Linked DNA regions of Rattus norvegicus: regions 1 and 3 are each linked to region 2. The links are chromatin contacts, called in public Hi-C maps. All regions are on one chromosome and are shown on one strand. Each heading gives the region's core, a stretch centred on a gene start, on an enhancer-like site or on the middle of the called end of the contact. The rest is flanking DNA. Distances are from core to core; before and after follow the strand shown. Region 1 has its middle 180 kb from the start of Eif3h. Region 2 holds the start of Trps1 (transcriptional repressor GATA binding 1). Region 3 overlaps LOC134479728 (a long non-coding RNA gene).

Evidence for each region. Hi-C and Micro-C count contacts between places; a contact is called where the count stands out from the background.
Region 1: a Hi-C map of Schwann cells shows a contact between it and region 2, with 4 times the contacts expected there. The contact joins the enhancer-like site here to the promoter of Trps1 in region 2. A contact is called at or near these places in 1 of 12 Hi-C or Micro-C datasets (Schwann cells) and 1 of 1 datasets of contacts at active chromatin or transcription factors (oligodendrocytes).
Region 3: a Hi-C map of mammary epithelial cells shows a contact between it and region 2, with 2.8 times the contacts expected there. The contact joins the enhancer-like site here to the promoter of Trps1 in region 2. A contact is called at or near these places in 1 of 12 Hi-C or Micro-C datasets (mammary epithelial cells) and 1 of 1 datasets of contacts at active chromatin or transcription factors (oligodendrocytes).

The regions. Positions count from the first base shown.
Region 1 is chr7:84,885,235-84,888,559 of GRCr8, forward strand. No RefSeq gene overlaps it. Among named protein-coding and RNA genes, the nearest start is that of Eif3h, 180 kb to the right of the region's middle. Within about 2 kb of position 1,312, at least 47 of the 93 cell types and tissues checked have an H3K27ac peak or open chromatin away from gene starts, as enhancers often do. A contact at or near this core is called in Schwann cells, where this site is marked.
Region 2 is chr7:84,029,820-84,033,363 of GRCr8, forward strand. It overlaps Trps1 (transcriptional repressor GATA binding 1), which reads right to left and starts at 1,416. Exons shown (of 7, transcript NM_001134837.1): 1 at 1,249-1,416.
Region 3 is chr7:84,753,198-84,756,699 of GRCr8, forward strand. All of the region lies in intron 2 of LOC134479728 (a long non-coding RNA gene), which reads right to left. Among named protein-coding and RNA genes, the nearest start is that of Eif3h, 310 kb to the right of the region's middle. Within about 2 kb of position 2,069, at least 10 of the 93 cell types and tissues checked have an H3K27ac peak or open chromatin away from gene starts, as enhancers often do.

The sequences.
Region 1 (3,325 bases), core at 62-2,561, 860 kb after region 2:
GAGAGAGAGGAAGGAAGGAAGGAAGGAAGGAAGGAAGGAAGGAAGGAAGGAAGGAAGAGGGCTCTAAACATGGGTGAGAAAACAGAGACTACAAACGAGAAAGGAGGCAAAGGAAGGGAGAAAATCAGTTCTGCCTAAGCTGATCGCAACTAGCTTGCATTCATTCAGCTTCTTTCTATCTGGACAAGTAACCCACTCACTCCAAGGGCATTAGCAAAAAGAAAAAATGGCCATGTTATTACAATATTCCTGGGAAGAACAGAGTGGGAGGTGATATTTAGTAGAAGAATTACCTTCTCCCAGGCTCCCAAGTCCACAGTCTCGTGGATTTTAACATGCTACCTCTCCCAGGTCTCTGATTAGACCACACTACACATGCTACCCACCCTAGTCTTAAATATCTTTTCAGCCTTGTAGAGTTAACTATATGGCAGGATCTAAGTATTTGCACCCATGTGAAGCAAAGTAGGCACTCTCCATTAACATCTACATCTCCTAGAGGCCATAAAAGATCATAAACAACACTTTTTCCTGTAACAGACAGGCCAACAGACCATACCTAAGGAATCAGGAGGGGGAATTTTTATGAAATTATTATCCACCAAGAAAATGTTGGCGTTTAGCATGCATCTTGCATGGTGGTAGCTCTTAAGATTCCATACATTTAATGAAGTGGACAGAGTGAAGAAAGATATTATATTCGTGTTCCTATTCATCCACTGAAGTTCCCATCTCTCCCTCTCTGTGAGATGTGAACTATGCCTTCCAGGAGAAAGCAAGTAGCATGAATTTAAAGAAGGGTGTTGACATGACAAAGACTGGGAATGCATCGTGAAGTTCAGCCAATGGAAGCAGCCTCCAGAGCCTTCCAGATAATTCAGGACAGGCTTGCAAATAGATGTACAAAGTTAAGCAACAGAAGAAAAAAATACGGATGGGGAGCCAGACAGGCCCGAAGGTGGAATATTGCTATCTATTATTGTCCTACATTAGACAAGGTTTCTGTGTTGTCATGAAGTAAAAAGTAACTCGTTTAAAGACTTATGTAATTACACCTCCCCCTGGTGACACTTGGCACAGTCCAGGAAACTCTAAGTAGGAATCATTGCGGTGTTGGAAATTAGGAGGAGGCATTTTAAAGAGCTTATTGTGTACCAACAACAGGGACAGGGAGCTGGGAGACTTCACAGCCACAGAAGGAATGACCTAATTTACAAAAGGCTTTGGTGGACAGAAATAAGGCTGCTTCTCTGTGATCCGGGAGAGCAAGCTCAGCCTGGGGAAAGAAAGGTTATTTTATCAGGAAATAAATCAGAAGCCTGGACCATGACTGCTTTTTTCCAGACCCATCTCGGTGATGAGGAGGGTGTGTGTTCAGACCACAGGAATCTCCAAACTTGCCTGCCACCCTATCAGCCCCGAGTGAGACACAAAGCCCACGACTGACGAGAGGCCCGGGCAACAACATGCTGCTTCAGTTTGCGCTTTGTGTCTCTCTGAGTGCGTGTGGTTTCTTTCATTTGTGTTTGTATTTGGCATTTTTTTATTTGTTTGTTTGTGTGGACGGTCTCATTTGGAGGCTGGTGGTTACCGGCCTTCCCTCTGTGTGAAGTGGCTGCCAAGAGGCCTGGTGTCTGTAGCGTTGTGCTTCAGCCTCTCTGGCTTGCAGCCAGGCCTGAGGTGGCAACTGGAGCTTCTACCAGCCTGGCTCAAAAAGTACGTTCCAGTGGGCACTGGGAAGGCCAGCAATACGGGAGCACGTAGGGGCAAGAAACAAGGCCGACGACAACCAACCTGCTAAACAGTCCCCAGAGAAAAAGGCAAGTGTCTGTCACAGAGATGTCACTGAGGAAGAAAAAAAAAAAAAAAAACCTCACTAGGGCTATAAACGTATATAGAAGTGGGGAAGAGCACGGTCTGCCTGGTAGTCAGCACCTCCTTTTTTACTGAAGTAAAAAAATGCATATTTTCCCAGTAAGGATGGGAAGCAGGGCCCAAGGTCCTAGTAGACATCTGGGAAACGACAAAAGAGAAGCCTAGCATTGCGAAGTCAGTTGGACATTTGTCCTTGTTGCAGAGGTGTGTCCCACCTCAAAACCTGAAATAAACTTGAACAGTCCACCTTTAGAAGAAGACGGGGCTATTTTTAAAAGAGGCTTCAGCTTTGAAGTTATTTTAACAGCCTAAGATATAATTTAGTGAGGAGGGTGTGAGGGGAGAAACTGACCTAGGAGAAAGGGAAAGAGCTTAAACACTTTATTTTAAAAAATAAAAATAAAAGTTCTAGAGTTAAATATTGTGACCTAAATATAGGCCTTGGGTCCGTCATCAATCACAGCTCTGTGTGGCTGCTTTGACGAAAAGATTTTTGAATTTTATTTTTGAATAGTATAATTTTCAGATTAAAATTTTCAAACAGAAGTTCAGGACCAAAGGATGATCTTTAAAAGTGGAAACTGCTCCACACATACATCAAAGGGTATGTATGCAGGAGTAAATAAATGTTTCTGCCAATTCTTCACCGTTCCAGGTTTCTGTGCCTTCTCTGTCCGTGCCCTAGAAGGTTCCCTGCTCCCACAGCAGGGCCTGTCTGCCAACTTCATAAATAACATCAGGCCACTGTTTCAATTATCAAATCCCTGTTTTCAGAGATTTAGCCCAGGTAAAAAATGTTTGGGGAACTCAAATTTGGCAGATAGCATCTCAAAGCAACCGTTAATTCTCTAACATGTTTCCAAAGGCAATCATCTTTTAATTGCTGGTTTTCTGATCCTAACATGAAAAAAAGACCTCACAGACAATCAGACAGTGAAATCATTCATTGTGGGTCACAGAGTAGGCAGGCCCATAGCAATTAGATCCTGAGAAGATGCTCTGTCAAACAATGGTACTTTTTCAACTGGACATTCTTTGCAGAAATCATTCAATAAGGAACAAGGGTGGTCAAGAAAAAAAGGGGATGTTGTTACTATGACAACAGACTATAATGGAAGTGGGCAATCCATCACTTCTTCATTTTTTTCCCTTCCCTGAAACCAAGAAAGGTGTTAGTGTCTTCATGCCTTGGGCTGTCTGGATTTTAAAAATAGACTTGATATCAATTGTAATCAAAAGCAATAAGTATTGTAAATCATTTACTCCTTTGTATTCAAGTATGTATTCTGGGGACAAAATCTGCTAGATAATATATGTCACTGGCTTCTTGGAGTCTGTTTGAGAACATGAAAGATGAAGAAATGAATAATAACCACTCAGTAAATAGATCGGCAGTGCCCTCGCACCAGAGAAGGTCTCACTGGCCAAGCTTGCTAAACATGAGTGATAA
Region 2 (3,544 bases), core at 166-2,665:
TTTTCTAAAGGATCAACTCTTTCTAAAACCTGAAGCGAAGGATCGAGATGCTACAGAGGCTGGTGGGTTTGCGCTAAGGAGTTTACAACACTCCGAAGGCTTATCGGAAAAATCCATTTTAGATTTTTAGGCTTGAGCAATCAAATTTAGTCAACCAGGCCTAGAATGATCACTTCTTTGTAACCTTGTCTCAGGCCCCTTATCTGTATTTTTGCTTTTGTACTGATTATCTGTTCCAGGCCCTTCCCTGTTCACCTGGAGAGCATACAAAAGTTCAATGAATCGGCCTAACTTGTGTCTGATTTTACTTCTTCGCTCGGCCAGTCTCTCTTCACTTACCTTGTTTAAAATGCTAGCGGTGATTTCCCCAAACCGGATAAAGGATGGATATTCTATCTTAATTTGGATTCATCATTAAATCCATAGCTCTTACTCAAAAACTTTCAAAAGATCAAATCTGAGGCCTAAAAAGATATGGGGAAGTCAGCCAGGTCTTAAAATGTTGTGAGTCCAAGCAAGATTCTCTCTGAAGCCCCCATAAGTAAGTCCTCCGGTCCTTCACTTCAATGGCTTTAGGATCCTAGAGCCATAAAACAGTTAGTGACTTCCCTGGTGAAAGGGGAAACACCACCATCTCAGACAGGTACTCACAGAAAAAGCTTTCCCAGCCACAAAAACAGCTTTGCACTTCAAACAGCTCCCACCTCTGCTTCACCCTCAAATTATTCATGGGGTCCTATAATCCTGGAGTTATTTGGAGGGATAGAGGTGTTTGCCTTGGCCTTTCAAAGATGCGTTTCAGACTCTACAGCCCAAACAGGAACTAGACAGAAAGCAAAGAGCCTGTCTGCCTGCCTGTCCCACCGCTGTCAGGCGTTTAATCACTAGCCCGTGTCCCCTGACCCGCTCGACACATGGCGCATCAACCGCACCACAGAGGAAGTCTGCCCCTTGCTCAGCCCCTGCGGAAGCGCCCTGGCTACAAGGCCCTGCCTCATGGTACCGACAGGGCACAGACCCCTGGGCCCAGGCTGCCCTGGGCTGCCCAGAGACGGGTATAGCAGGAGATGATGCCACACTCTCTCCCTCCAGCCCAGCTGGGCCTTTAAGGGAAAAAAGTTTGAAGCCTGGCTTTGCAAACTAAACTCTTCAAAGCCAAAGGCAGTCTATGCTGTTTTACCACTTTGTGGGCCACTCCAAGACCCCTCTCAGAAACCCTCCCTACCCTCCCAAGTTCACCCAACTTACTACTCTGCATGCCGGTGCCTAGTCTGCTCCCCGTTTGCCAGGAGCCCCCAGAAAACTTGCAGCGGCGGCGGCGGCGGCCCCTCGGGTCCAGCCACCTCCAGATCCTCTGCTGCTCCCGGTAGGAGAGAATTAAAATCAGCCAGCAAGAGACAGCGAGGGGGAGTGGGGCTGGGAGGGGGAGGGGGCACCGGCCTGAAACTTCTTTTTTTGGCAAATCGGGATTTGTTTTTCCTCCTCCCCGGCGGCTGAACTTGACCCTCCTGACTCTGGGGGCTACTGCAGTTTGAAGTCGCTCTGGTTTCCAAGGCTCAGATGCCTTAGACCCAGCAAAGGGAAAAGAGGAATTGGGGGAGTGGGGGTGTAAGGGGAACAGAAGAGAAGAAAGAAAGAAAGAAATCACACGCGCAAAGGGGGGTGGGGGGGAGGAAGAAAGAAAATGCGTGTGAAACCCGAGAAGCCTGCGCTTGGCTTGCTGCACACTCTCTCCCTCGGCTGTGCTTTTTTTTTTTTTCAAAGAAAGTCACTTTTAATTCCCAGGGCTCCCCGCTCGCGATCGCCCACATTTTGCGCACACTCGCGCGGGCGCAGCGCTGGCGGAACGGCGCCCCGGCCGGCTGAGCCCGCGCCCCCCGGCCTGCCCGGCTCCCCCTTACCTGTTGATTAATCGTCAGGAACACCCTCCGCAGCCCGAAAGATGGTGGCGCGGCGGCCAGAGCCATGAACCGTCTTCTGTTGTTTGCAGAGTTGATCTTGGATTATTGGGGGGGGGGGGAGAAAAAGGTCTTTCCTGCCTCCCCCCCTTTCCCTTCCCTCCCCCCCCCCAGGAAAAAAAAGAGAGCGCGAGAGAAAGAGAAAGGAAATAGAGCTAGGATGTGCCCGGTGCCGGGTGGGAGAGGGGAGGGGGTGTTGTTGGGGTTTTTTGTTGTTGTTGTTGTTGTTTAAAAAAAAAAAAAAGGCAAAGGCGAGAGAGCGATCAGGAGGACGCGAGGTCCGGAGCCACCGAGCAGCAGCGAAAAAGAGGACGCTGGAGATTGCAATGAGATCGGGTCTTTATCAGAAATGTTATCGCTTGTCAGGACCTCACTCTCCGCGCATTACGTCAGTTTCAAGACACCAACACTATTAATATCAAAGGAGCCTTCGCGGAGGAAAGCGCCACCCCAGACCGAGCTCCCTTAAAGAGACAGGCGCGTCCCCGCGCCGCCGCCGCCCCGCCCGGCCCCGAGCACCCGCCGCCGCCGCCCGCGGGACCGGCCGGCCGCACCAGCCCGCGACAACTGGGGACCGCGCGCGGCTCGTCCCGCCCCGCCCCTCCCCCACCGGACGAGCTGGGGAGGAGGGAGACTGCGTTGCCCTGGCCGAGGGCCTGGAGACCGGGACCTACCTTGTGGGGCGCGGAGGGCAGTGCGTGGCAGCCGAGGCGATGCTGCCCAGATACTGGAGATGCTGTCCTAGAGAATGCCAAGAACTCTCAAAGTGCTTTTTACCTTTCCCTCTAGCTCTCAATTAAAGGACGCAGGATCTGTGTGTGCGTGTGCGCCCCCCTCCCCCGCCCTTTATCTGTGGCTGGAAGTCCTAGGATACCTCGGCCGTGGTCAGGATTTCCCAGGCTTTGGATGGTAGGAGGGCTTCAGGAGAACAACTTGAACTCTATCCTGAGTTGGAGAAGTGTGGACTGAGGTTGCTATGGTTTTCTGAGCTGAGAAGCCAGAAACTCAATGGGTGCTTTAAGGGGGTACCACAAAACAGATAAAATGGGGACATTATTCAGCCACGGCCAGGTTAATACATGCTGGTCTTTGGGGTTTTCGAAGCAGATAAGGAACTCTGAATGAGGCATGAGATACTTTTCTTAGCACTTCTCTTGTTAAGAGAAATTGCCTCAACATAAAGTTCATGAAATGAACAGGCTATCTTTCCCTTTAACTTCTAAAGATCAACAATGCATAAAACATTACCAAGACAGGATTCAAAGTATAGGAGGTGTTAAAAACTAAGTAAACATTTCTTGGGCTTTTGGACTTCATTTTCTTCAGTTGGGTGACTTTAAGTGGTATGTTTTTCCTTAGTGAAAGTCAGCTTAAACTAATTTGGTGCTAAAAGAAGAAACATCCTTCTCTGAACTACAAAGTGATTAAAATTAGAAATTTAGAGAGGTACTATCACGAATCTGAGAGCTGAAGGTGCAATGATTTTCCCCCAAATATTTTTCACTGATTCGTGTATCTTTTTGCAGAGTGTTTTCCAGACATGCTATTGTAAGAAGTGAAAAAGTGAATCAAATACACACACACAC
Region 3 (3,502 bases), core at 819-3,318, 720 kb after region 2:
TCTAGAAGATACCGCCCAAAACAAAGTTTCAGCCTGAGCCATCGTACTTCCCGCACCACTCAGCCTGTCCCTTCCCTTCTCCGTCTTCCTCCCAGATAGGCTGACTTCACTTGCTCACTCTCCTCATAGGTTCTATTCCAGAAGCATCTTCTCACTGCTATAGACCTCCTTAAGTCATACCCATCCTTTGTGTCGCTGCTTAAGCATCATTTCCTCAGGGAAACCTTCAATTATCCCTCACGCTGGTCCATGTATATTTCTTTTAAACAATTAAGAGGCATCTTAGAAAGCTTGTCATAAATAAAAGTCTATCACTTGTTTGACACCATGTATATTACTGTGTTTCCCCAGTAAACTATGATATATGCAACCATTGGGAAGTGCCAGACCCTAGACATTTTTGCAGAGAGTCCAGAACATAGAAGGCCCTCAACAAATAGCATATTAATGACAAAAAAAAGTACCAGTAAGTAATAATGAAGAAATAATGAGTGTCAAATGCACTTTTGCATATCACTTCATCTGCAGGCCTGATTTTAACCCTGTAATTTAAAGGTAGAGAAGTGGGAAAGGAAGAAAACATGAGTGGGAACAGATGTTCACCACTCAGACTTGCTTTGGTTCCAGAGGGGAAAAGAGTTTTAAGGACAATAAGGGATCAGAAAAGAGACTTATGCACATGCAAGAGCTCAGAAATCCATGCTTCCTCCGTAAATAGAACAAGCATGCACTATCTGCCAGGCCCACCACCCAGCTGCCCAGCTGCCCAGCTCCATAGACAGAACAGCCGTGCTTGTGTCCTGAGAGAGGAGAAATCTGTGTATTTACTCTCAGCTATGCACAGCTCACAAAAATCTTTCCGGAGACGATTTCGACAGCAGATTCAGAGATTCCAAGAAGTGGTCTGGGGTGTGATTTTTCAAGTTCACCTTCGTTCCTCTCTAGGCAGAAACAATTATGCTTTTCAAAGGAAAAAAAACTATTTATTTTTAATTAATGGGGGAGGGCATTGCTGGCTTCACGACTTCTTCCTCCCCACCACCCCTCTCCTCAAGTGTTCTCATTTGAATGTTGTCAACTTATCACGTGTTGACTAATCAAAACAAAGGGAATATGTGAGATGACTAAAAGTTTCATGCCAAGTATGAAAACCGCCTGGAGGATGTGGTGGCACCAGCCATTCAAAAGACTCAGCTTCTTTTGGGGAGAAAAGACGGGAGTTGCTTGCAATAGTTGCTTCAGAGACTAAACACGTCTTATTTTAAGATTTCGAGGCGTTACAGGGTAAGGACTTTACTCAAGCAAGGTGGACTGACAAGCACAGTACTTCCTAAAGCCAGGCAGTAGCTGAAATAAATTGGAATCAGCTTCTTTATTCCCACAGGAGACAAAGCTAAGAAGAAAGGATCAGGGAGGGAATTATTTGCTCTTGCTTCCCGCCGCTGCCCCCCAGCCCTTGGCTGCAGTGTGGTTTAATCTAATTTGCATATGAGACTGGGAGTTCCTGGAAGCTCATTCCCCTGTGGCTTCTTGACTCCCACCCTTCTTTCCACCACTGACAGCATGGCAACTGGACACTGAGCATAGGAAAGGCAGCAAGATTCATTTAATCACCTAGAAAACTGGGCAATTATACTGCTCTAAAATAGTGACATCTCCTTCCAGAACCTTCGGTAGTTGCTGAAAAACACATGGGATACTGTATCTGAGAGTGATGCCAGAAAAGGAAAGAGTTAGTGTTTCCTACTAATACATTTTCTCCTTTCAAACTTCAGAAGACTTCACCCCGCCACACCCAGCTACTTATGACTGCTTCCAAGTAGTGACAGCAACTGTTGAAAGATGACATTTTTGCAACCCGTGCGCTGAAACACTTATGGTAAGGTGGCCCTCCCCCAGTAGATCATACACTTCATCATCTCTGTCTGCCTGTCTGTCCAGAGAGGGACGAGGTCCAAGGGGGAGATAACCTGTAGAGACAGCGCTGGATCAAACCTAAGGAGCTGAACCCTGGTGAGCAATCGGTAAGGACTGGCGCCCACCCACTCACCCCCACCCTCGGAAGCTGAGTCATAGACCTGGCCAGTTTGTTTAATCACTTGGAAACTGGTTCGAGTGAACAGGACATGGAGTGATTAGCAATTCAGTCTGGTCTCAGAGCTTCATGTTTTTCAGTGTAATACGCCAACTGCCGACTTTCCCTTGGAGTCAACAGGAAGCAAGAAGAGCAGGCCAAATTTGACACCCCTTGACGTAACCCGTAACCCGGGATGGACTTCAGCCCTCATTGCTCCACCCAGTAACAGAGTTTTTCTTTTTGGTTTTTTTTTTTTTTTTTTTTTTTTTTTAGTTTTTTTTTTTTTTTAAGTAAGCCTTTCTGGCCAAACACTCAAGTACCAAGGATAGAATAAAAAACTTAAGATGGAAAGAAAGTCTGTTTCCTCCTTCCAAGAAGGAGAAAAAGGAGGAAGAAGGGAAGATGTCTCAATTTAGGGTCTGAACACAGTAAGAATCAAAAAGTAAAGGCCAATCCACAAGCTATTAGGCCAACTAGAAATAGACTGGGACTGAGGCAAGTGCAAAATCTATGTTCCTGATTTTTTTTATTCTGCTGTTTTTGTGAAATATCCCCCATTGAGCACAGTAAGACATGGCTATGTAATCAGACCTTATACAAAGGTGCCACTTAGGAAATGATTCCTCTTTCTGATTAACATCACTATGTGCTGATTCACAGTCAACCATTTGCAATTCCAGTTTTGATAGCTAGCAGTGAGATGCAGGATGGGATCATCTCATTCACATGAAGGGCTTAATAACAGGTAAAACATATGTGTCTTTCCACTCACCTCTAATTTCCACCAATTTCTGTATTTCTTCTCCAAACCTTCCCACACGGAGGCCTCGGATTATTTTCCAAAATACCACTGCCTTACGTGTATTTGGCTGCCATCAGGTCATCCATTCTACAGCAAGGCAAGGCTAAGGTTAATAAGCCACTGCTGTAAAGAGGCGGGTTATCGTTATTTTGCCAGCACAGCAAGAAGACATCTGAATTGAAGAATTTCTCACATAACCCTAGGTGGGATGATCTTTAAAACAAAATGAATTCTCATTGTGAGACGGCCCCTAAAGTTCGGACAGAAAACCAAATAGCCCTTGTTTTAGTTGCTTTTCTATTGTCATGACAAGACACCATGGCCAAAGGAATTTGTAAAAGAAAGCATTGTGATTGTGGCTCAGAATTCCAGAAGGTTAGTGTTCATTCAAGGCCATCATGGTGGGGAGCCTGGCAGCAGCCATGTCATTAAGACACGCCACTAAGACATCCTCATCCACAAGGAGGCAGAGAGAGCTAACTGGAAATGGTGTGATCTTTAGACACTGCAAAGTCCACTCCCCTACCAGTGACATCACCTCCAGTAGGGCCACACCTTCTAATCTTTCACAGTTCCACTCACTGAGGACCAAGCATTCAAATATATGAGCCTATGGGGTTGGG